Linked DNA regions of Sus scrofa: region 1 is linked to region 2. The links are chromatin contacts, called in public Hi-C maps. All regions are on one chromosome and are shown on one strand. Each heading gives the region's core, a stretch centred on a gene start, on an enhancer-like site or on the middle of the called end of the contact. The rest is flanking DNA. Distances are from core to core; before and after follow the strand shown. Region 1 has its middle 58 kb from the start of SMPD3. Region 2 overlaps SMPD3 (sphingomyelin phosphodiesterase 3).

The links. Hi-C and Micro-C count contacts between places; a contact is called where the count stands out from the background.
Region 1: a Hi-C map of liver shows a contact between it and region 2, with 4 times the contacts expected there. The contact joins two enhancer-like sites. A contact is called at or near these places in 1 of 5 promoter capture datasets (liver) and 3 of 47 Hi-C or Micro-C datasets (liver and skeletal muscle).

What each region holds. Positions count from the first base shown.
Region 1 is chr6:29,081,242-29,085,593 of Sscrofa11.1, forward strand. No RefSeq gene overlaps it. Among named protein-coding and RNA genes, the nearest start is that of SMPD3, 58 kb to the left of the region's middle. Within about 2 kb of position 2,685, at least 3 of the 83 cell types and tissues checked have an H3K27ac peak or open chromatin away from gene starts, as enhancers often do. A contact at or near this core is called in liver, where this site is marked.
Region 2 is chr6:28,971,487-28,975,685 of Sscrofa11.1, forward strand. All of the region lies in intron 1 of SMPD3 (sphingomyelin phosphodiesterase 3), which reads right to left. Among named protein-coding and RNA genes, the nearest start is that of SMPD3, 52 kb to the right of the region's middle. Within about 2 kb of position 2,090, at least 2 of the 83 cell types and tissues checked have an H3K27ac peak or open chromatin away from gene starts, as enhancers often do. A contact at or near this core is called in liver, where this site is marked.

The DNA.
Region 1 (4,352 bases), core at 1,435-3,934, 110 kb after region 2:
AGACAAGCAGCCAAGTGTTTGGTAGAAGGGTGGTTGGCATCAGACTGCCTGGGTTCAGAGCCTGGGGCCAGCTCTTAGCTGCTGGGTCACCTCAGAAAGTCCATTAGCAGCTTTAAACCTCAATTTATCCTATAAAATGAGGATGATAATAGTATCTACCTCATAAGGCTGTGATGAGAAACAATTGAGTTCTTTCAGATACAGCACTTAGTACAGTACTTCAAATTGTAAACACCCACGCCATCAACATTAGCTTATATGGTATATTCTGGAAAAGCCTTTCCCAGTGGAATCCCAAAGCCCCCTGCTAGTTGCTGACCAAAGCAGGGAGGAGAGGAAGTGGCAAGCAGCCTTGCTGAGCTGATAAAGCTTGGAGATGCTTCTTGCCTACCTCAATTGGGCCCTTGAGGGCTCACATCCCAGATCCTTGTGGAGGTCAAGCTTGAGTCATGGCAGCTGAATGGGGACTCTCACCTTTGCTAACACTTCGAGGGAAGGCAATTTCACAACTCCTCTGGACTGCTCTAGAACTGCACAGCCCCCACCTTCTTTGTTTTCTTGCAGTTGCACACGAGACCTGATCTTACTGGTTAATCCTTTTCTATCTTCAGAGCGAAAGGAAAGTTAGCTCAGACCTTCTCTTCATCCACTATGGAGTCCTGAGCCCCTTTAAAAGTCTGATGAGTGCCTCAGACTCCCCCCCCCCAAACAAAAATCTCCTCAATACATATGCTGACAAACCAAATTTTGCAAGATTCCTCATTTTTTAGGAGGGGTCCCTATTTTAATTTATGATTAAACTGGCAGGCTCTGAAGTTGAATTTCTTAGGTCCCAACTGTGCTTCTTTTATTCACTAGCTGTGAAACCTTTAGCAAGTCGTGTCACCTCTCTAAATCTTGGTTTTCTGATCTTTAAAATGGAAGCGGCAATAGTGGTTCCTTCATAAGGTTTTGAAAGGGTTCAATGTAGGATGACTAACTTGTCCAATTTGGGACTTTGCCGTTTTTGCACTAAAAGCCCCACTTTCAGGGAAATCCCTCAGTAGTGGACAAACCAGGACAGTTGGTTATCCTAGTAAATAATACAATGCCTAGAAAGCAGTATCCCAGTGCAGGGAGTTCACCCAGCTTTCATCACTGTCAGCGGATACCATTGGTCTTTCCCCTAATTAATCCATCTGATAGAAATGCTGACCTCAAGATCAAGAGTCTAGAGTTGGGTTTACCACTCTGTCCCCATCCTGCTCTAATGGCTTCCTGGGCAAGCCTCCAGTCTCCCTGGGCCTCAGTTGTTCACCCATCAAACAAGGGAGATGAACTTGAGAGTCACTGGGGATTCTTTCCACTAATGCCTATACGATTTATTTAGGGATAGCCTCCCAGTGTCTGGTAAGGCCGCCTTGAATGTGGAAGGCACTAGGTATGCACTTGCCTGCTTGACATATCAATGAGAAAAGCCCACATGTCTACTCAGGGAGAAGCCTGGATTGGAAATTTCATTGGCACCTCTTCCTAGCCAGGCCTCCTTTTTAGGGGCTGAGCAAAGGGGGGAAACATGGAGACCCTTTTCAGTGTGACCATCCTGAGAATTAAGCAGCCCAGCATTTCAGACCCAGCACCTAGAGCCGAACTTGAAACGTGGTAGGTGCCCACCACACATTTGTAGGGTGAATGAATACATTTCAGTCTGATGATTGAATCAGAATAGCTTGGGAGGGGCCAGTATGGTCTCCCACCAAAGGTCATGGATTCCCAACCCCAAGAGTGTCTCTCTTAGGTGACCCAGCAACTTCCAGACCTAAGGGCTCCAGGGGCTGTCACTGCATGAGTCAGCCCGGGGAAGGGCATCCAGGTAGTTTCAGTGAAAATGTCGGACACAATTCTCACTGCCTGAGAAGGCTGGTAATCAAATCCCTATTGCATCTCATAATTTACATGGTTCCATGTGGCTCTTATTCATTTTATTCCTCTTTTTTTTTCTTGGGAAATGGAAGCTGTCTTTGGGAGGCCACAGGATCCCTTCTTGCTGCACCAACACCTGACCTGGGGTGTCTACAGGCCCTTGACATCAAACACACATCCACTCTGGAATTAGGCGTAGAAATTAAGTCAGTTTTCAAAATTTTGAGCAATAGATTATTTTACTGAAGAAATAAATGTATTCCTCTTACTAAGAAGAGCTCTCAAAGAAACAGACGCATTGTGTCCAAAGTACCAATTTCTTCATGAGGAAAGTTGAGGAGATACACTTTCATTTATGCCTTAGCAACTAAGGTGAAAACAGGCAGGTATGGATTGATTTGTCACAAATCACGTGTTTGTAAGTGGAGAGTGTCCAGAACACCCAGCAGCTATGTGAGGGCTCCTGGGGCTCATCCTGGCTGCTGATAGGACTGAGATGAAGCAGAGGGGGCCTTGACAGGGCCCCTCCCACCTCTGGTGATGGAATTCCCACTGATTTTGTGCTGGCTTGTCAGGACCTGTATCCACCAGGCTGTACACCTACAGGACGGAGCTAGCTGTGCCTTGTCCACTTGCTCTGGGCCCTGCACTGCCCATTCCTGGATCTGGCCCAAGTAGATATTCCACAGATGCTTCCAGAATTTCATTGAATTGTCCCTGCAGCCTGGGGAGTAGAGTATTTACACAGTAGGCACACACCATTCTGTCGATAAAAGCTCTCCCTCCTCCTGTCCATCTCAGAAGGGAGGCCTGTGGGGAAGCGCTGGTGTCACTCTGGGCCCCAAGCCCCCAGCCAACCGGCTCCATTGATCCGAGGGCTGTCTCAGTCCATCGACTCACCCACAGCCCCAGAGCCAACTGTACTGAGCAGATGTGAAATTGGATTCCCTGCTTCTCCCTCCCTTTGATCCCTTCCTCCCACACATATCGGTGGTTGGCCAGCCAGTGTGTGTTCTGGGTGCTGGGAACACAAGACAGGCAAGGATCCTACTAGAAAAGCTCTTTATTGAGGTGCACTGAAAAAGAGGTTCATCTTTGCTCCTCAGAGAGATTAGGTGCGGGGACTTGATTACAAGTTACCCAGAGAAGAGGGCATTGGCCACTGTGGGCCTCTGGCATACATTCTCTCTTTTCTTGGTGCCCTCTTCCATCCATTTACTTGGATACCCATCATTCTCCCAGGCAGCGTCTCCCCTGCAGGGGTGGGCCCCGATTTAGTGAGGCCAGTTAGCACACGCCATCTACCAGGCCATAGATGGCCAAGGGGTAGATCTCACCCAAGCTGGGTCAACCAGACCAGGGGACTTTTGAAGATCCCCTGAGACAGGTTTTCTTGATCATCTGAAAAAAGACTTACTGACTCTTCCGGATGGTCAGAGCACAGACATGGGTTTGAAGCAACTTTGACCCATTTGCAGCCTGGCGTATGGCTGGGCTGGGGATGAAGTCCATGGCCAGAGTCTGGCAGGCCTGAGAGAATTCCAGGGTGGTGGAACCAGTGCCCTGCCCGAACCTCAGCTGGAGCCTCAGCTACCTCTGGACTCTGAGGTTACATTAGCCAACCCACTCTCTTTACTGTTCTCATTAGTTTGGGTTGGATTTTATGTAACCTCCAGCTGAGGACATGCTAGCTGATCTCACTAAAGAACTTCCGTTCAGGTTGCAAGGTCAACTGAGGCTTCCTATGTTCAGGGGAAGGAGGACCAGGCAGCTGGTTGCTGACCCATTCAGCAACAGCCTTGCACCCACCCCCAGCCAAGGAGAAGTGGGAAAGGGCCTTTAATGTGGACAGAGGAGCCCAGGGGAAGCAGGTCTGGTGAGGGGAGGGCTGGAGCCAAGGTCCCTGGCCCTTAGACTGGCTGGAGCTCCCTCAGTTTAACTCTACCTGACTGGTAAATGCAGAGTGCAAGTCCACTTAAAGAAATCAGAGCAGCTGCCACTTCAAAGCAGGAAAGATGTGTGTAGGTGGGTGGAGAGGAGGTGGGTAATTATGCAGGGAAAATAGTTTTCTTGATATTCTTCTGGAAATGTGCGTGGAGCAGAGGGAGCAGCAGGAGAGACGACAGGAGAGGGAAGATGTATTAATAGAGGGTGTGTTCTCCGAAGGGCCTCAGCGGTAGCGTGTACAGCGCCTCCCATGCTTATCTGATGACAGCCCCCTTTTTCAGACAGCATCTGAGACTCCATGGGACACCCCTGGATGTGGGACTTCAGCCATGGGTTGAGTAAAGTATTTGTTGGGAATGAGTAAGTATTTTGTGTGTGTGTGTGTGTGTGTGTGTGTGTGTGTGTGTGTGTGTGTGTGTCTGGCTCTTCCTCATTACCACTGGAGCTGGGCACCATTTGCATTCCACATCTGGACTTTTCATGCTCTGGAGAAGGAAAGAGGG
Region 2 (4,199 bases), core at 840-3,339:
GGCCATGTGAGGACTGCAAGCCAGGAAGAGAGGCCGCAGTAGAAAATGAATCACCCAAAACAGTGATCTTGGACTTCTAGCTTCCAGAACTGTGAGAAAATTAATTTCTGTTGTTTAATCCAGCCCGTCTGTGATATTTATTATGGCAGCCCTAGCGGACTAACACGAACGGATGGGGTTGAGGGGTGGCTGGGAAATGTGGAAAAGGACAAATAATGCTTTCAGAGGTTTGCGGTTCTTGCTTGGAGTGGGGGAAGGCTGGGGGCTGGGCTGGGGGGCAGGGGAAATGAGACATTTGCATGACTGTGTCCAGGTGACAGCAGGATATTTAGACCAGAGAAGAGGTCTGGGCTGGAACAGGATTTGGGAATTATTATGAATGACTAAATTCTGTCAGTTGGCTTCTTTTTTTTTTTTTTTTTTTCAGTTGACCATTCTAATTCCAGTATCTTTTATGTCAGCTTTTATCTTTTATATTTTATGAAAAATCAGACACTCTCCTTTGCTTTTAAAAAGTGTAATTGTGAACAAATCCTCCCCAATTTTTTTTTTTTTTTTTTTTTTTTTGGTCTTTTGTCTTTTTAGGTCTGCACCCATGGTATATGGAGGTTCCAAGCTAGGGGTCAAATCTGAGCTACAGCTGTCAGCCTACATCAAAGCCACAGCAACACCAGATCCAAGCCTCCTTTGTGACCTGCACCATAGCTCGTAGCAATGACGGATCCTTAACCCCTGAGCAAGGCCAGGGATTTAACCCGTGTCCAGGGATTGAACTAGTCAGGTTCATTAACCACTGAGCCACGGCGGGAACTCCTCCCCAGTTTTTAAATGTCTTTGCTTTCTTCTGCTTACACAAAGCAAGTCTTGTTTAGGAGCAAACTGATGTCTGTTTAGAATTGCACATTTTTTCCTGGGGTTTATCTTCAGTCTCGTGATGTCAATTCTCTTGTCATTCTTGTCATTCCAATTTCAAAAGAACCTATCTTCCTTCACTTCATCTTGCCAGATAATTTATCATTCAAAAATTTAACTAGAAAATGTTTACTTCTTTCCCTGAGAGTCAAACTTGAAAGGCACAGTTTGTGTACTTTAGTTCTATGCCGAGTTGTTTTTCATCTCTGGAAACTTTTCTTGTGTTATTTTTTTCCTAGATGTTTTCTTCATCATATACCTCCCTCCAGTTTCAGGGCTGTGACACTGTTCCCCATTTTCCCAGTCAGTTATTTGAGCCTCTGTTTGTTTTCTGTGTCTCCATTTCTGGTTGGATGTTTTTATTTTATCCTCAGCATCACTGATTCATTTATTCTATTGTTTCAGTTATGCAAACTACTAGATTCAGATGTTTTTCAGTTCTTTTATAGTCATGGAATTACAGCTGTCTTTTGGTGGTGGTGGTTCTGAACTGGGCCTGCTAGTCATTTATTTCTTTCAAAGTAGTTATTACTCAGTTCACCTTACTTGTTCCTGAGGTTTTGCAGATTTCATCATCTAAAAAAACAAATTAATTGACTTTTTCAAGGGCCTACTGTGTGCTCACTAAGGTGGCAGCTTCCCTTCTAAGTTTTATGCAGGAGAATTCTGCAGTTAGGGCTGCTTTGAGGGAGGTTCTGATGAATTAAGATTTATTTCATCTTGATCTAGAAGAGATTCAAGGCGACTTAAACTGTGTTCTATGTGCACTGTAATAGACTTTTTTTAAAAGTAGTGAGAGAATTAGGGCTAAGGGAAAATGAAGGTAGAAAAAACACAAAGCAGCCAAGCAGAGATGGTAAGACTGGGTGAGTGAGGGGAGGGCCTCTTGGTTCTCATGGTGACTTCAAGTGGGCACAGAGGGGATGTGTTTTATGGCTGAAACCTGTCCTTTAAAATTTTTGTTGGTGGTGTTGAAACAACCCTTTAAGTTTTTGTTTGTTTGTTTAGACCCTTTAAGTTCTTACTTGAATGGTGGCAGCGCAGAACGCCCAAGGTGTAGCTTACTCTGCAGGCCCCCAGGGTGGGAATCACTTTTTAGTTTTGTTCCCAACAGGGTGGAATTGCAAAGAAACATAGGTGAGATACACGCTCACATGATGTGTGGGTGGCTGCATGTAAACACTGGAACAGTGGCCTCCTGCTCGGCTTCCAAAAGTCAGTATTGATTGAGCAACTAATTAACTGTGTTTTTCTTGTGCTCAGAATCCAGTAGATTTGGGGTGATTAGTGTCATCTGGGTGAGAGGAAGCCTTCTCGGGGGCTCTCTGTTCCCACAGAGTGGCCTCATTTCACACCTCCCAGGAAACAGTTTTCCGAGTGACAGATTGATTGGTGTATGGGTGGTTACCAAAAAAAATATATTCTATTTTATTAGCCGTTTGTCTTGCAAAATGAAATCATTAAAAAAAAAAAAACTTTATCAAAATGTCATCATCCTGGGTTTGAAGAATGTGCCCTCTGGCTTTGAGGGAAGGTCTGCAGATCCCACAGGTAAAAAGCTGCCTGCTTTTTTTTTTTAAAAAACACATCAAGATTCATGCACACTAATTATTTTTGCTTTTCTATTTGAGGGAGAAATAGAAAATATTCCACTTAATTTTTTAGATTAAAAACAAGGAATAGGGAGTTCCTGTCATGGCTCAGTGGTTAACGAATCTGACTAGGAACCATGAGGTTGACAGTTCGATCCCTGGCCTTGCTCAGTGGGTTAAGGATCCAGCGTTGCCATGAGCTGTGGTATAGGTCGCAGACACGCCTTGGATCCCCCGTTGCTGTGGCTCTGGCGTAGGCTAGCGGCTACAGCTCCGATTCGACCCCTAGCCTGGCAACCTCCATATGCCGTGGAAGCGGCCCCAGAAATGGCAAAAAGACAAAAAAAAAAAAAAGGAAATATATTAAAAAATTAAAAAGTATTTGGTTTCCTATTGGTGGCAGGTAAAGAGAGAAAGACAGAGAGGAGACTGAAAGCAGTGAAGGGAAGGCAGGGGCCAGAGACCTGTCCCAGGGACCAGCCCTGCCCTCCCTGCTCCAGCTCCCATGCTTTGCAAGCCTGGGCCCCTTTGATCATTTGGGAAGAGCTCTGTCCTTGGCCCCTTCCTCACCCTCAACCTGTCCTGTCTAGAGCTAGTCACTCCTAGCTCTTTGGCCCATTTCCAGTCCTTGTGTTACAGGCTTCAAGTCCCCTCGAGATTAAGCCCGAAAGCCTCTGGACAAGTCTTATTGCGATGCCCCCTCCCCCACCTTGAGCAGCCTGGTTTGCTCCCTCCCTGGGAGGAAAGGAATGTCGCCCATTCCTCAGCCCACCTCTATATAACCTGTTCCCCATGCAAATAGAGGTACCCTGCACAAGCCCAATCAGAAGGTCAAATATGCCCCATTCAGAGATCAGACAACACTCAACCCTTACCCAAGGCTTCGGGGGCTGGGGCAGGAGAAATTGGGTCCCTACTTGGGTTCGCAGCGCGGGGATATAAGAACAGTTATAAAGTGAGACAGGCCCTCTTTTACTTGCTGGGCGGGAGAGAGGAAACAATGCAATTCTGTCACTCTGGAACAAATTCTATCACTTGCTCCCTGCCTTCCCTGCCATCATCTCCCTTTAGGCCTCCTCATTTCTTGCCTGCAGGGTTGCCTGCAGGGACCAAGCCTGCATGTAGCCCCTTCCCTCATTCTCCATGTCCCAGCCCGTGATCCCCGCCACAAGCAGTGTGAGTTCATCCTGCCCTCGTCCAGCATTGCCAGACCTCTCTCTACGCACAGAACAAATCCACCAGTGTTGCCTGGCTTAGGGGCCCTTGGTGATGGGGCTCTGCCCTTCTCAGCCTCACTTCTGCCTTTTTCTTTCTCCCAGTGATTCATTCTCGTAGCCCCAGTCTCTAGCTTTTCTCTTTCCTGGAACATGCCATGCTCTTTCACGCCTCCGTGCCTTTGCACACACTGTCCCCTGTGCCTGGAACACCCTGGCACCCAGCCTCTGAGGCTCAGCTCTACAGCTGTCAAGCCCCTCCCTCCACATGCACACCCACTGGGGTTTGTATTGGCAGCCCAGAGCTCCCTGAGTGCCCAGCACAGAGCCTAGGCCCTGAGAGGAACTCAAGGAACCTTGGTTGAATTAATACAGTGGTTTCTAGCCAGGCCAACGTCAGTCACCAAAAGGTTCGGTTCCCTCTGTACGTACCAAGTGGCATGGCAGCAACTGTGGGAAAACGGCTCCCAACTGTTTGAAC